Linked DNA regions of Mus musculus: region 1 is linked to region 2. A link is a contact called in public HiChIP or PLAC-seq data. All regions are on one chromosome and are shown on one strand. Each heading gives the region's core, a stretch centred on a gene start, on an enhancer-like site or on the middle of the called end of the contact. The rest is flanking DNA. Distances are from core to core; before and after follow the strand shown.

Region 1 (7,128 bases), core at 252-2,751, 3.0 Mb before region 2:
AATGACTGAGCCATAGCTGCAAGTCTGTTCTGTTGCTTCCCTTTGCTACTTTGTGGGTTCTTCTTTTTCCCACCCTTTATTTCCTAGGTTTCACTCCCTATCAATAGATAGGAGGGAAGGAAGGAAGGGGGTCCGGAAGAGAGAGAGATCTGAATCTCATTTCTTTCTTTGAGCATGACTACTAACAAACTACAACCAATTCCCCTGAACAACCACCAACTCTCGGGGTCCTAGCATTTATACACCCTCTGAAAAGTTCCCAGAATTCCAAACATCACACAACCGCAGAAACTATTCTGCAGCTGACAAAACCATGCCCCTGACAGAGCGTGAGACAAATCATAGTCAGCTGCTTTGGACAGTCTGAAGCAGCCCCGTATGCTCATACCCAGGATTAATATGAAAGCATATTATAATATTTCTTTTTTTAAAGATTTATTTATTTATTATATTTATATGAGTACACTGTAACTGTCTTCAGACACACCAGAAGAGGACATCGGATCCCAGTACAAATGGTTGGGAGCCACCATGTGGTTGCTGGGAATCAAACTTGGAACCTCTGGAAGAGCAGTCAGTGCTTTTTTTTGTTGTTGTTGGTTTTTGTTTTTTGAGACAGGCTTTCTCTGTCTATCTCTGGCTATCCTGGAACTCACTCTGTAGACCAGGCTGGCCTCAAACTCAGAAATCCACTTGCCTCTGCTACCCAAGTGCTGGGATTAAAGGCGTGCACCACCACTGTCCGGCCTCCCCCCCCCCCCCCAGGTCAAATATATGATATATGTGGCCTGTACAGGGATCGAACCCTTGACCTTGGTGTTGTTAGCATCACACTCTAACCAAGTGAGCTAACCAGTCATAATATTTCTTGGTTTTTTGTTTGTTTGTTTGTTTTTTGTTTTTTTGTTTTTTGTTTTTTAATGAGTACACTGTAGCTGTCTTTAGATCCACCAAAAGAGGGCATCAGATCCCATTACTGCAGATGTTTGTGAGTCACCATGGCTGGGAATTGAACTGAGGTCCTCTTAACCTCTGAGCCATTTCTCCAGCCTATTTCTATGTTTTTTGTAAAGAAAGTACAAGTCCAGAATTCTCACTACACTGTCCCTCTCTTTGCCTGTTGTGGACCAAACCCAAAATCATATGGGAACCAGGCAAGCACTATACCACTGCGCTACATCTCCAGCTCTTAGTGTTTTAAGACCCGGTATCTTCATAGCCTAGGCTGGACTCAAACTCACCACCCTCCTGCCTCCATCTCCCAGTGCTAGGAGTATAGGTGTGTACCCCCTGCAGTGGGGCCTGATGTTGCATACTTTTAAATCTAAACTTTCTAAAGAAGGCTCTACGCTAAGAACCCGGCTTGTTTTCTGTAGCACAGCACCCGCCTTTTAAAATACTCATTTCTTTTTCCTGTTACCCAGCCACTCCTATAGTGTCTTTATCCTGGGGAGGGAGGAAGGATGCCTCCCTCCACCCTGGTGTGGAATGTCATTCTGCCCTCAGGCTTTTCCTGTGTGTGCTTTCCTCCAGTCCTCCCCTCAGGACCCTTTTCACGGCTAGGATAACATCACTTCATTCATCCCATCTCTTTCTTTGCCTTGGGAGCATTTCAGAATCTTCATCTCAGTTCGGTTTGGGGGAGAAGGTAGTAAGTAGATGAGTGGCTTTCTCTTCTTGCTGGTTGGTGCAATGGATCCAAGCGTGCCTTTGACAGCAATGATAGGGGAACATTCATATGACAATATGAGGCAGTTAAAGGAGTGAACGTGCCTGTCTCTGCCCCCTTGAAAGAATGTGACCTTGCATGGTGTGTGCGGGTTCACGTTGTTCCCTAGGGCAAATCAGCCGACTTTACATTCTTAATTCTGAGAATTTACTGATGAGTTAAATCCGGGCAGGAATGTCTCCATCCCCGACTGGCTATTAGACTATTTAGGTCCTAGAGAGTTGGACTCTGTATTTTCTTTCCTCCCAGTTTCCTGTTTTATTTGCTTTCGTGCCTCTTCACAAAGTAGATCAGGAACACCCCTGTCAATGAAGTATTAATGTCAGTTCTAGAAATTCAGAATATCCCCCAGACACTAGAAAACAGAAGTGTGTAACTGACACTAATTTAAGCACAATAATTAATTCACCCATTTATTTCACACAATAGCCTGAGCATGTGATTGCCTCCTTCCTGCAGATGGGAGCTGTTACAGAGAGGCTGATAACTAGTTACATACTAGCTGATACCAGGACTACAAACCCAGGCAGAGCGGTTGGAGTCGTGGCCCTAACTGCTGGGCTATACTTGTTTGCCCTTCATGACACCTTATGTAGGTGGTCTCACACAAGCCCTCATTCTTTTCTTTCCCAGTCTAGTTTTTCACAACTCACCCCCCTCCCCAATACTTTCTTGCCTTCTGGCTCTTTCAGGCATTTTCTAGGACAGTGCTATAGACATGTCTGTCAGGGCAACTGCTAGTGGTCCCTCTGACTGTTCTTCCTCCTTTTCAAGGGTAATAGCTAACTTTTCTATTTGTCATATTAGGGCTTTGGGAGCTCTCTATGTTGCCCCCTCCATCCTTAGAGTAAGCCAAGGAGATAAGAGAGATGTGGTGATTAAAGGATTGGCAGCTCTTGGCTCTGTGACCTTGGGCATATTCTTAACTTCTACCAACTTTAGGCTTTTTATCTGTATAATGAAGACAGTAATAGGTAGATACCCAATGGAAGTTAGGGATGTAAGCATTAAATGAATTTATATATGCAAAACATACATACTAGTACTCGTATGCATAATAAATCTTAGTCTTATATTTTGTATAAGGAAATTAAAATGAAATCTCAATTTTATAAAAGTATGTTAAGCCGGGCAGTGGTGGTGCATGCCTTTAATCCCAGCACTCGGGAGGCAGAGGCAGGTGGATTTCTGAGTTCGAGGCCAGCCTACAGAGTGAGTTCCAGGACAGCCAGGGCTACACAGAGAAACCCTGTCTCGAAAACAAAACAAGGGGCTGGTGAGATGGCTCAGTGGGTAAGAGCACCCGACTGCTCTTCCAAAGGTCCGAAGTTCAAATCCCAGCAACCACATGGTGGCTTACAACCATCCGTAATGAGATCTGACTCCCTCTTCTGGAGTATCTGAGGATAGCTACAGTGTACTTACATGTAATAAATAAATAAATCAAAAAAAAAAAAAAAAAAAAAAGAAAACAAAACAAAACAAACAAACAAACAAAAAGTATGTCAAGTACATAAAACAGGATTGGAATAATTAAACAAAGATGTTCACAGGAGTATAGAACACTTTGGGTTTTTCTTTGAGGTTTTCCTGTATTTATCTTTTTTGCTTTGGGAATAATCAACATGTGTGCTTTCTCTTCATTTTTACTTTTCTTTTTTTTTGGTTTTTCAAGACAGGGTTTCTCTGTATATTCCTGGCTGTCCTGGAGCTCACTTTGTAGACCAGGCTGACCTCGAACTCAGAAATCCGCCTGCCTCTGCCTCCCGAGTGCTGGGATTAAAGGCATGAGCCACCACACCCGGCTCATTTTTACTATTTTTAACTACGTGTAGATGTCTGTGTCTGCTTGTGGGTGTGCACACGTCAGTAGAAGTGCCCAGGAGGCTGGAGGTGTCAAATCCTTGGGCACTAGTGTTACACATTGTCCTGAACTGCTTCATAGAGGTCCTGGGAACTGAACTCAGGTCTCCTGGAGGAACAGCCAAGTGCCCTCAGCCACCCAGCCCTGAGGCTGACTTTCTAAAAGTTTGAAAATGTTAGGACTTAAGTAGATATTTGAATAAGGATTTTTATGAATTGGTCGACTTAACTCCTCTAAATATCGATTTTCAATGACTCTGTTTGGAACGAGCACTTTCCGGAATGCTGCCAGTAAGAGGAAGGCGGCCACACCTAATTGTGCCGTGGGGAGGATTCTTGCAGTGAAAGCAGAAAGCTTGTTTGGGAACCGAACAATAGGTAGTGCTTTAAGCTAATTGTAGGATCTGTTTTTTATAATTGGAAAATGTAAGTGTATGCAAATACAGAATTTAATGAGCACAGTGTCTTAGACTGGGTTGCTGTAATAGCAACACTGAGCTAGAGCCCAGCATGTGGGATGACTTATTCAAACCTCAGACCCACAGATGAACAATAAACCGTAGAGTCCTTAAACAACAAGCATTTATTTTGGCACAGTCTGGTAGATGGGTGGTCTAATACCAAAGTGCCCAGTGCTAAGTGTTTAATGAGACCACCTGCTTCCTAGACTAGACTGATGTCTTCCTCTTGTCCTGATATGATACATGGAGCAGGGGCCCTTTGCTTTCTCTTCGAAGGGTGCTAAATCCTACTCTTGGGAGCTGAGTTCATGGCCAAATCACTTTCTAATAACTGAGTATTGGGATGTCGCGTATGAATGGGGTGGGGCATAGCCATTCCCATTCTTTTCACTCTGTGAAATAGTGCTCAGGGTCTCTATCTACATCTGATACTGCGAGTTCCCTAGTGTCTGCCAGGTCTGAGGGACTACAGTGGTAAGGGCAGATCTCATGTCTGTGCCTGCTCCTTTTAGACAGTCTCACAGTCCTGTCTCAGGTGTACACCGCCACACTGGTGTCTTTCTTGTCTGTCATCCTGCTTTGGACACCATAGCACAACCCTCTCACAGTTCACTCTAGTGAACACCCTTGTGGATGTGATGAGCTAATGGGCCCCTAAGGTACCATTTGTGCTGAAGGAAAGGTCTGTCCCTCGGAAATCAAGACATGAGCAAGATGACTGGACATCTCCCTGGACTGGGGGCGGGAGGGGCGGGAGGGGCGGGGGGGGGCGGGGGGGGGCCGCGGGTGCAGGGAATGGTTTGCTTATTCATTCTTTAAGTGTATTAAAGCTTTATTATAAAGAACTTGCATCCAGATGCCATGAAATATACCTTTGATTCTAACATTTGGGAGAGTGAGGCAGGTCGATTTCTGAGGCCAGTCAGGGCTACACAGAGAGACAGATGAAAACCAAACCAAACCAACTTAAAAAAACCTGTAAAAAAAGAAAATCAACCACAAAGCAACATTAGTCATACTTAACTTTATGCATCTCAGTGAACTTGTATAAAGTTAGAGCAGTCATTCTGAAGCTATGGAGAGTCACATTGGATTTTTATGTGTCCTTTATAAAATGTATCTTATGTATTTATCTCCCACCAAAAATAAATAAATAATTGATCCAAACATTTTTGCAGCCGGGCGTGGTGGCGCACGCCTTTAATCCCAGCACTCGGGAGGCAGAGGCAGGCGGATTTCTGAGTTCAAGGCCAGCCTGGTCTACAGAGTGAGTTCCAGGACAGCCAGGGCTATACAGAGAAACCCTGTCTCGAAAAACCAAAAAAAAAAAAAAAAAACAAACATTTTTGCTTTTTATCCTCTTCAGTGACTGAGAATTTACTTCAGCACACGCATATGACATTACGTTTATTTCTACATAACAAAATGCCTCAAAACTTAATGGATTAAAATAAGTCAGTTCCTTAGACATTTAGAACCGGGAATTACTTGGGTGGCTCCAAATATCTTCTCTGTGCTGTCTGGAAACCTGAGAATCTGTAGCTTTTGCAAGTAGCCTTAGTTCTTCATCATGCCCGTGGTTCTCGTGACCTGGCTTCCCCTAGAGTGAAGGGGTTAGAGATGGAAACCCAGTGAGACCATGCCTTACCTTCTAGAGGAAGTAACAACACAGTCGCCTCTGCTTTTCTCTATGCCCTGAGAGAGAAGACGCCCTCCTGCTTTTGCCTGTGGAGTGCTGGAATTACAGGCCTGTTTGCCATAGCCCTGGTGTGTGGTGCTGGGACTCAAACCCAGGACCCAGTACATGCTAGGCCAACACTCGACCTCCTGCTGTATGTCCTGGCTTATGCTTCTAGAAGTAACTAAGGAGAGGGAGTGGAGACTTTGCCTCTGGTCGGAAACAATAGCAAAGAACCTGTGTTCTCTAACCTCTTCGGTAAATTGTTTCCCTTCCATCCGTAAACAACCTGTCCTGAAAGTATCAGCCTGAATCACAAGGTTGACCTGGAAATCTGTCTGGCTTTTTGTAGATAGCCATTTCCCAAGCGTAACTCGTTCTAGCTGTAGGAACGTGAGGACATGCAGGATGTTTTGTTTGATGCTTAGACTAAAAAAAAAAAAACAAGGAAAGAAAAAAAACTACTGACTAATAGCTTCCTAAAATGCACCTGAGTCCAGGTTGGCAGTTCCTTAAAGAAAACTCAAAGTCCCGAGAATTGTCTTCATGTCTTGGCACTGGCTTCTCAGTTGGTCGCCCTTTCTTATGAAAGGCAGCCCTTGTTTGTAGCTAGTTTCTCAGCCTGTGGAAGCTTAGCGGTTTGTAGGAATGCTTTCATTTCACACTGATTCCCCCCCACCCCTTTTTTTTAAAGTCTGAGGTGATGATGATGCTACCAGTGTGATTAATTATATTAGTTGTCCTGTGAGCCATGCTGCACTCTGTCTATTAGACAAAGCCATCCCCTCAAGCTGTGCAGAGGTCACCTCCTCTCTGCCTTCTGACTCCTTCTGGGACAGCTGAAGGACAAATGTCAAAGCTCCCAAAGCCGAGTGCAAGACTTTACAGTCGGTCCCTTAGCGTCTGTCTTTAGATTTGGCTTTCTTGACAGTGCCTTAGATTTATTTGACTTTTGCCTGCAAGCCATTTATGATTTTATCACGGTGTGCCATCTGGCTAAGAATTTTCAAAAGCGGCAAGTTGTGGCTTGATTTTATTTAACAATGTTTGATTTAACTTCTCTCTGTTCACTTACATTTTCCTGCAATCTCTAGCCCCTTCAAATCTCTTCAAACCACCTTAGCTAGACCACCTAACTCTTTTTTTTAAAGATTTACTTATTTTATGTATATGAGTACACTGTAGCTGTCTTCAGACACACCAGAAGAGGGCATCAGATCCCATTACAGATGGTTGTCGCTACCATGTGGTTGCTGGGAATTGAACTCAGGACCTCTGGAAGAGCAGTCGGTGCTTTTAACCGCTGAGCCATCTCTCCAGCCCCGACCACCTAACTCTTGAGGGATATTTTCTACTTTCTGTGTTATTAAGGGTGATCTTCTGCCACTATAGAATAA
Region 2 (6,966 bases), core at 1,069-3,568:
ATTAGAGTGAAACTAAATACTCTATTAGCAAACAAAATTGACAGTGGTTTCATGGCCTTACAAATTATCTCCTGTTGCTGGAGTCACGGAGGATGAAGATGAGCTAATGCGGATTCTGGGTGTGTACCCTGGAGGCTGCTGTTAAGTGAAGCAGCCAGTTGCTGAGAAGTGCAGGGAAATCAAGGCCCCTCCATCGCCCCTGACTCAGTGAGTGAGAAAACACCCTGGCACTCTAGCAGCAACTGAAGTACAGGAGGAGGCCTTTAACACCTCTACTGGTACCAGATCCAGTACTTACAGGTAACTGCCAGCTGAGGGAACAGCTGTCCTCTTGGAGACTTCCTGGCATTGTCCTAGAAAACTCTGTGTTGTTCCTGCCTCTCATATCCTGTCCCAACATTTCTCAACTCCTTTATTCCACCAGCTATTTCTTCAAAACCTACTGGCACAAGCCAATGCCACCTTTACAGAGTAATCATTGCTTGTGAAATCATTCTAGCCTCCCATGGGTTTGGCTGGTTGGAACTTCTGAAGTTTTAATCAGAAGATTCTGGTGTTTATCCTTCACTGTGAGAAACATAAAAAACATCAGTCAGGTCAAGGAGACTGGACTAACCCTGAAGTTCCTGGACTATACAAACCATACAGATCAGAGGGAGGGAGAAGAGAGCTTTCTGTTTAATAGGTTTAATTACCACAAAATCCATGGCTATATATATTGAACAATTACAGGGAAGAATAATGTAGGCTCTTGAGACTCATATCCAACTGAGAAGGTGAAAGATCAGACATGGGACGTGAACCCAAGAGTAACACATGTGATTAAAATGATAGAATTATTGAATTCCCTTATCAGAATACCCTACTGAGGGCTTCTATTAGCAGACCATCCCCACAGCACCATTAGAATAATCATAATACATGAAATGGTATAACGAGGAACACTAACTTCTCAAGCTCCCACCCCTCTTGTGAAATTCAAGTATCTGTTGCCATAGATGTGCCCAGGACACATGTGTATATGACCTTACATACAAGATTTCAACTGTTGGTTAAATTAACCTTTCACTATAAAATCCTGTTTCTAAAACCTGTCCACCTTTTCAAAGTATGCTATAAATTACAAAGTTCACAGCCCAATTATGCATAACTCAAGGTCCTGAGATGCCAGACATCCCACTGGGACCTAAGGTCAAGCTGAGGGAGTCGCTCCAAGGTCACTATCTCATATTAATGAAAATTGAAGATGTGGACTCTCACTGGGTATACAAAAAGTATAGGCAAGCTTTTTAAGATTTCTTTAAAAACTGAGAACTTAGCCGGACATGGTAGCGTACGCCTTTAATCCCAGCACTTGGGAGGCAGAGGAAGGCGAATTTCTGAGTTCGAGGCCAGCCTGGTCTACAGAGTGAGTTCCAGGGCAGCCAGGAAGAGAGAAACCCTGTCTCAAAAAAAAAAAAAAAAAAAAAAAAAAACAACAAAAAACCAACCAACCAACCAACCAAACAAACAAACAAAAACCTGAGAACTTGAACTTGAAAAGTGAGAAACTAGGAAAAAGTGGGAGAAACCCCCACAAGTAGGTAGGAGAGACTTCTAAAAGAGGACCAAGCCATTGAGCTTGTCCTGTGATACAAGCCTACAGCACAAGCACGGGAAAGGTGGCCACTTACATAGGTCTGCAGAGCCATCAGGAAGGCATGAGTGACTTCCTGAGTAATAAAGCAGTTCCTCGCGTTGTGGTGAACTCGAACCATAAAATTATTTTGTTGCTACTTCATAATGGTAATTGTGCTACTGTTATGAACTATATGTAAATAGCTGATATGGAGGATATGTGATATGCAGCCCCCAGGGGGGTTGCCACTCCCGGGTGAACAGCTGTTCTAGAGACTGTTATTTGGGGTTCCTCAGACTGGCATGTGTCTTCTTAGCATGAATCAAAAAGGAGCAATAACAATAAAAAGAAAATGTGTAAAAATTAAATGTCTTTAAAAATTTGAAGTCTGGAGCTGGATGCACGTCTTTAATCCCAGCACTTGGGAGGCAGAAGCAGGAAGATCTCTGTGAGTTCGAGGCTAACTGGTCCACAAAAAGAGTTCCAGGACAGCCGGGACTACATATAGAAACCCCGCCTTGAGATACCACCCCCACAAAAAAAATTGTTCATGAAAATATATTAAAATATGTTAGTGCCATACGCATTCTGCCTCTCCACCGTGGGTGCCCAGGCGCCACGGCACATTGCTGAGTGACAGAAACCAGAATCCATGCCTCCCCTTAGATCGTCCACCCTCCAGGTGGAGAGCGGAGGCAGAGCCTGGGAGAAGCAGACACACTCTGACTCAGTGGCCAAGAATCCTGGAGGGGCTGGAGGGAAGAAAGCCTTCCTCAGGAGTCAGGTCCAGCTCTTTAGTCAAGGAACTTCCCCGGAGAGATCCATTAAGGGGGCAGTTCCCTGAGACGGTCCTTACTTGTTCAGACTGATTTATTTGATGGTGGATGTACACGGATACATTTTTGTAGTCTCCCCTCCCCCAGCCTGAAACCTGCTTGCTCAGGGGTGGAGCTTCCCGCTCAATCGTTCTGCCACGCCCACTGAGCCATACACGTGGTCACCCTGCAACTGGACTCCAAGATTATTTGGCGGGAATCCGGTCCCTCCCCATTCTTCATAAATGAGTGTCGGAAATAAAAAGTTGAGCTTTGATCAGAATGCCTGTTTTAGCTGCATCATTTTCTTGCCCACCTAGCCCTTCTTCTCTTCCAGGTTTCCAAAATGCCTTTCCAGCCTAGAACCCAAACATGTAGTCGGCTGGCCAGACACAACACACTTTATTCAGGGTGAACCAGGGATTAATACCCAGTAAGGGAAGCTCATTGGCTGAAGGCGTGGAGCTATCCCAGTCCGCAGTGGGGTGTCATGGTTCCGGAGAAGGTGCACAGACAGGCAGGAAGCGGCTCCACTCCTACCGGTCTCAGATTCCCGGGGTCTGAGCTCACTCAACCTGTCCAGTTCTCACGTCTATCTGGTAACATGGTTCCACATGGGCGCAGATAATTCAGAGGAAGGCAGTCAGATGGTCAACAGACACTAAGTGTTCAGAATCATTAGCCGGAGTAACGAAAGCCTCAGGCCCCAAAAAGCATCCCCTAGAAATGGGCAAAATTAAAACGTTGACAATACTGAGACTCTGGCTAAGGACACAGATCAACTAGAACATTCAAGACACTGTCCTGGAGCATTAAATGGTACAATCACTTTGGGAGGAAGAAAACACACAAGTTGCTTTGTTTTTATAAAATCAAGCATGATCCACCATATCTTCTACCATTTGTCAAAAAGAACATAATTAACAAAAGCTGCACAAAAGTGTTCATAATTGTTTATTTGAAACACCCCAAGTTAGAAACAGCCTGATGTTCATCAGCAGGGTGACTGAATGGTGGAACTTAAGTAGACTATGAGCTTTGGATAAACACAAGTTACAAGCGTCTAAAAATACGTTAAGTTTCTAAGATAGCTACATGAGCTAAGATTCCTTTTATATTATGTCCCTTGGGAGAAGGAATTGACTGGATATTAATTCCCTGGAGTCCTTGTAATATTCACGTTCTGGTCAGGAGTTCACAGCCATTGGTGTTTGTTTAAACTCAATTTCTGAGGTGAGGGTAGAGTGGTAGGTATAGTGTTTGCAGTGAGAACCCATGTTCAGATCCCCATCACCTATGGAGAGAGCTATGATACCAGTCCAGGGATCGCAGGGCTTGCTGCTTAGTGTAGTCGGCCTGGTGAGCTCCAGGTTAACTGAGACCTCATCTCAAAAAGAGGATTAGGGAATCGAGACAGCTCAGGGGGTAAAGGAACTTACTGCCAAGCCTGAACCCAAGTTCACTCCTGGTCACCCACCTGGTGAAAAAGAATAGACTCCTGGGGGTGGGGGTGCTGGAGAGATGGCTCAGAGGTTATGAGCACTGACTGCTCTTCTGAAGGTCCTGAGTTCAAATCCCAGCAACCACATGGTGGCTCACAACCATCTGTAAAGAGATCGGATGCCCTCTTCTGGTGTGTCTGAAGACAGCTACAGTGAACTTAGATATAATAATAAATAAATATTTAAAAAAAAAAAGAATAGACTCCTGGAAGTTGTCCTCTGTCCTCCATACACACGCCATGGCACACCCATGCCCACACATGCACACCCCCAACCGTGACCTCTACCCTCCATCTGCACACCTGCACAGACACAGGGAGGAATCCTGAGGTGCACAGGCACTTACCAACTTTACTTCATGTAAAAGATGGACAGTAAGAATAAGTTGTGTTAGCTAAGCAGTCCCAGCACACCGTAAACCAGGACGGGGAAGCCTGGAGTTCCAAACAGTCTGTACTACATTCAAAGTTCCAGGCCCTGTGCACACCGACAGTCTCTGAATTCAGTCCTGTTAGGTCAGGAAGACATGTACCCTGTCATCCATCCCCTCCTGAGGGGACCTTACAGTCTTTCTACCTCTTCTTCCAAAACATCTTAAACACGGTTCAGTTTTTAACATTCTTCTCTATTGCAATCAACTTGTGACTTGAAGTAGATATTTTCCCTTAAGTCCGTTTTAATTAGAAAGTCACGGTGTGCTGAAAGAAACAGATTGCACCCAGTGAGGTGTGCACCCTTCACTCCCTCACTGCTCTCAGTCTGGAAAGGCCACTGGTCCGAGTTCCCAGTGAAATCCACCTAACACATACCTGGTCTCTCTCTCTCTCTCTCTTACTGAAAACTGTCAGCAAGGAAGAATGAAGAATCTGGTGACCTGGGTTGAAAGTATTTAGGCACATTCTGCTAGGGGCTCCATCACTGCCCCCAGGGGGCCATGGTCCAGCAGCTTCCGAGCTCCCCTAGGTGAGACTGGGCTGTGTGAAGCTGGCCTATGGACCACATCTAGGATTCCCGGTAGGGAAGGAATAAAGAGCTGGTCTCTGAGAGTCGACTGCCTGCGCAGATCCAGGGTAGGAGGTCTTAAGCCTAATCCATTCTCAAGTGCCATGTCCCCTTCAGACTGTGAGTCACGAGTATCAAAATAACACAGAACTCTGAACTTCTTCCTCAAAACAATACCAAAAAAAAAAAAAAAAAAAGAAGAAGAATACCCCTTGCATACTAAAATACTTATTTTAATGAATTTGTTTTTAATACAAATGAAAAACAAGATTCTTACCATTTTAACTACAGTTAAAACCAGAACTGGTCAATAACATATTAATTTTGCAAAGTTTTTAACTACAGATTGTCAAATATATAATAGAAAATGCAATTTAGTGCTTTTTTGTCACAATATCAAAAATAAGCATTTTTCTCGTACGTAGGTTATCAAAAGTGCCACTCAAAATCTTTTTCTTAATCAAGTAAAGTATCTGCAAGTGTGCAAGTTTGCTAAAAATTAAAAAAGGAACCGTCAGTGCTATTATATAGAAAAACCCTGTTCTGAAAAACAAAACAAACACAAAAAAAAAAAACAAAAAAGGAAAACTTTATATATTGAATATCACTTAAGTGCTTCTTAACCAACCAAAAATGCCTAACACAGACGGCAGGCCCACGTCCTTAGGATGAAAGTCATCCTACAGAACTGTAATGTTGTAACATGGCAGTTATGCACCAAATCGAGCAAATAGAATCTATCACTTAGTATGTTTGCTTGCTTGCTTTTTACTTTGTCCACGAGACAGCAGGTTTAATGTTGTATTGTCTCAGTCAAGTAGTCTGCCACATAAGGTTAGGTTCTGTGGTTTACATCAAATGTGGGAAGACAGTCCTCAGGAGAGCTGAGCATTTTCACAGGAAAACAACTTTCATTTCAGATAAAACTAGAAATACACGCACATATCTATTGAGCAGAGATACCAAATGCAAACTTGCAAGAAGAGACAGTCAAATAAACTCGTGAAGCAATGATCGCCGGAAGAGGTGCAGGACACCGTTTCAGCCATGACAGTACTTTTTGTTCAGTCACAGAGACATGCCACCAGCCTGTTCAGACCAACTGAGTCAGGAGAAACATACAACATGTGAAGACTATCTCTCTCCAGCTGGTGACACAAAACAGCCCAGGTTCCAACCACAGGATTATTAACAATAAAAACTACACCGCTAGCCTGGCACGGTGGCCCGGACCCATAATCCCAGCACTTTGGAAGCTGAGGTAGAAGGTCTGTGGCCAGCCTGGGCTACAGAGTGAGACTCCTGTTGCAAAAAGAAAACAATACACACAAATTGTAACCCTGCTTTTCTAAGGAAAAAGTAGTTTTTAAAACAAGGGCAAGAAATAAACTTCAAACTGAGACTCATATTAAAAATAATGAAAAATAATACTTGAAACTAAAATAAATTTCAGGTTTTTTTTTTCAAGCCTACAGCACCCGGTATTCCCAGGCGGTCTCCCATCCAAGTACTAACCAGGCCCGACCCTGCTTAGCTCCAGAGATCAGACAAGATCGGGCGTGTTCAGGGTGGTATGGCTGTAGACAATTTCAGGTATTTTTAATGTGTGCAAGATATATAAAATAAATAACTGTATACACCAAATGTACACTATTAGTTTATTTTAGGTTAAAAAGTATTTAGGAAAAGTTCTCCATGTTCAAAATTAAATAGGAATCGTCTTCTATATACAGGAATTATACTGGAAATATGAAGTAAAAGTTTAATTCTGCAGAATTAAAACACAATTATAGTCATTCAAAAGGTAAAAAAAAATACTGAATTTTTTGTTAAATTCTTAGAATTTTGCAGTAACAAGTGAACTTTTTGTAACATTTAAAAAATTATTCTTTTATCAATATAAAACTATCCAAATAATTATGAGAATCTCTTACACCAGAAAAATAAATTCACATGATACACTCGTGACCCCAAGAGCTACGACCAGCAGAGCGAGCGGTGTCCCTGAACCAAAGCACTTCCTCTTTTG

Evidence for each region. HiChIP or PLAC-seq counts read pairs in DNA pulled down with a chosen protein or histone mark.
Region 1: an H3K27ac HiChIP or PLAC-seq map of embryonic stem cells shows a contact between it and region 2, with 8 times the contacts expected there. The contact joins two enhancer-like sites. A contact is called at or near these places in 4 of 39 promoter capture datasets (cranial neural crest, embryonic stem cells, hippocampal neurons and 1 more) and 1 of 115 datasets of contacts at active chromatin or transcription factors (embryonic stem cells).

What each region holds. Positions count from the first base shown.
Region 1 is chr4:56,853,529-56,860,656 of GRCm38.p6, reverse strand. The region is part of intron 1 of Ctnnal1 (catenin (cadherin associated protein), alpha-like 1); the gene reads left to right. Among named protein-coding and RNA genes, the nearest start is that of Ctnnal1, 8.1 kb to the left of the region's middle. Within about 2 kb of position 1,501, at least 16 of the 459 cell types and tissues checked have an H3K27ac peak or open chromatin away from gene starts, as enhancers often do. A contact at or near this core is called in embryonic stem cells, where this site is marked.
Region 2 is chr4:53,860,208-53,867,173 of GRCm38.p6, reverse strand. It overlaps Tmem38b (transmembrane protein 38B), which reads right to left. Exons shown (of 6, transcript NM_028053.2): 6 at 5,156-6,966. It also overlaps LOC115490001. Among named protein-coding and RNA genes, the nearest start is that of Tmem38b, 38 kb to the right of the region's middle. Within about 2 kb of position 2,318, at least 13 of the 459 cell types and tissues checked have an H3K27ac peak or open chromatin away from gene starts, as enhancers often do. A contact at or near this core is called in embryonic stem cells, where this site is marked.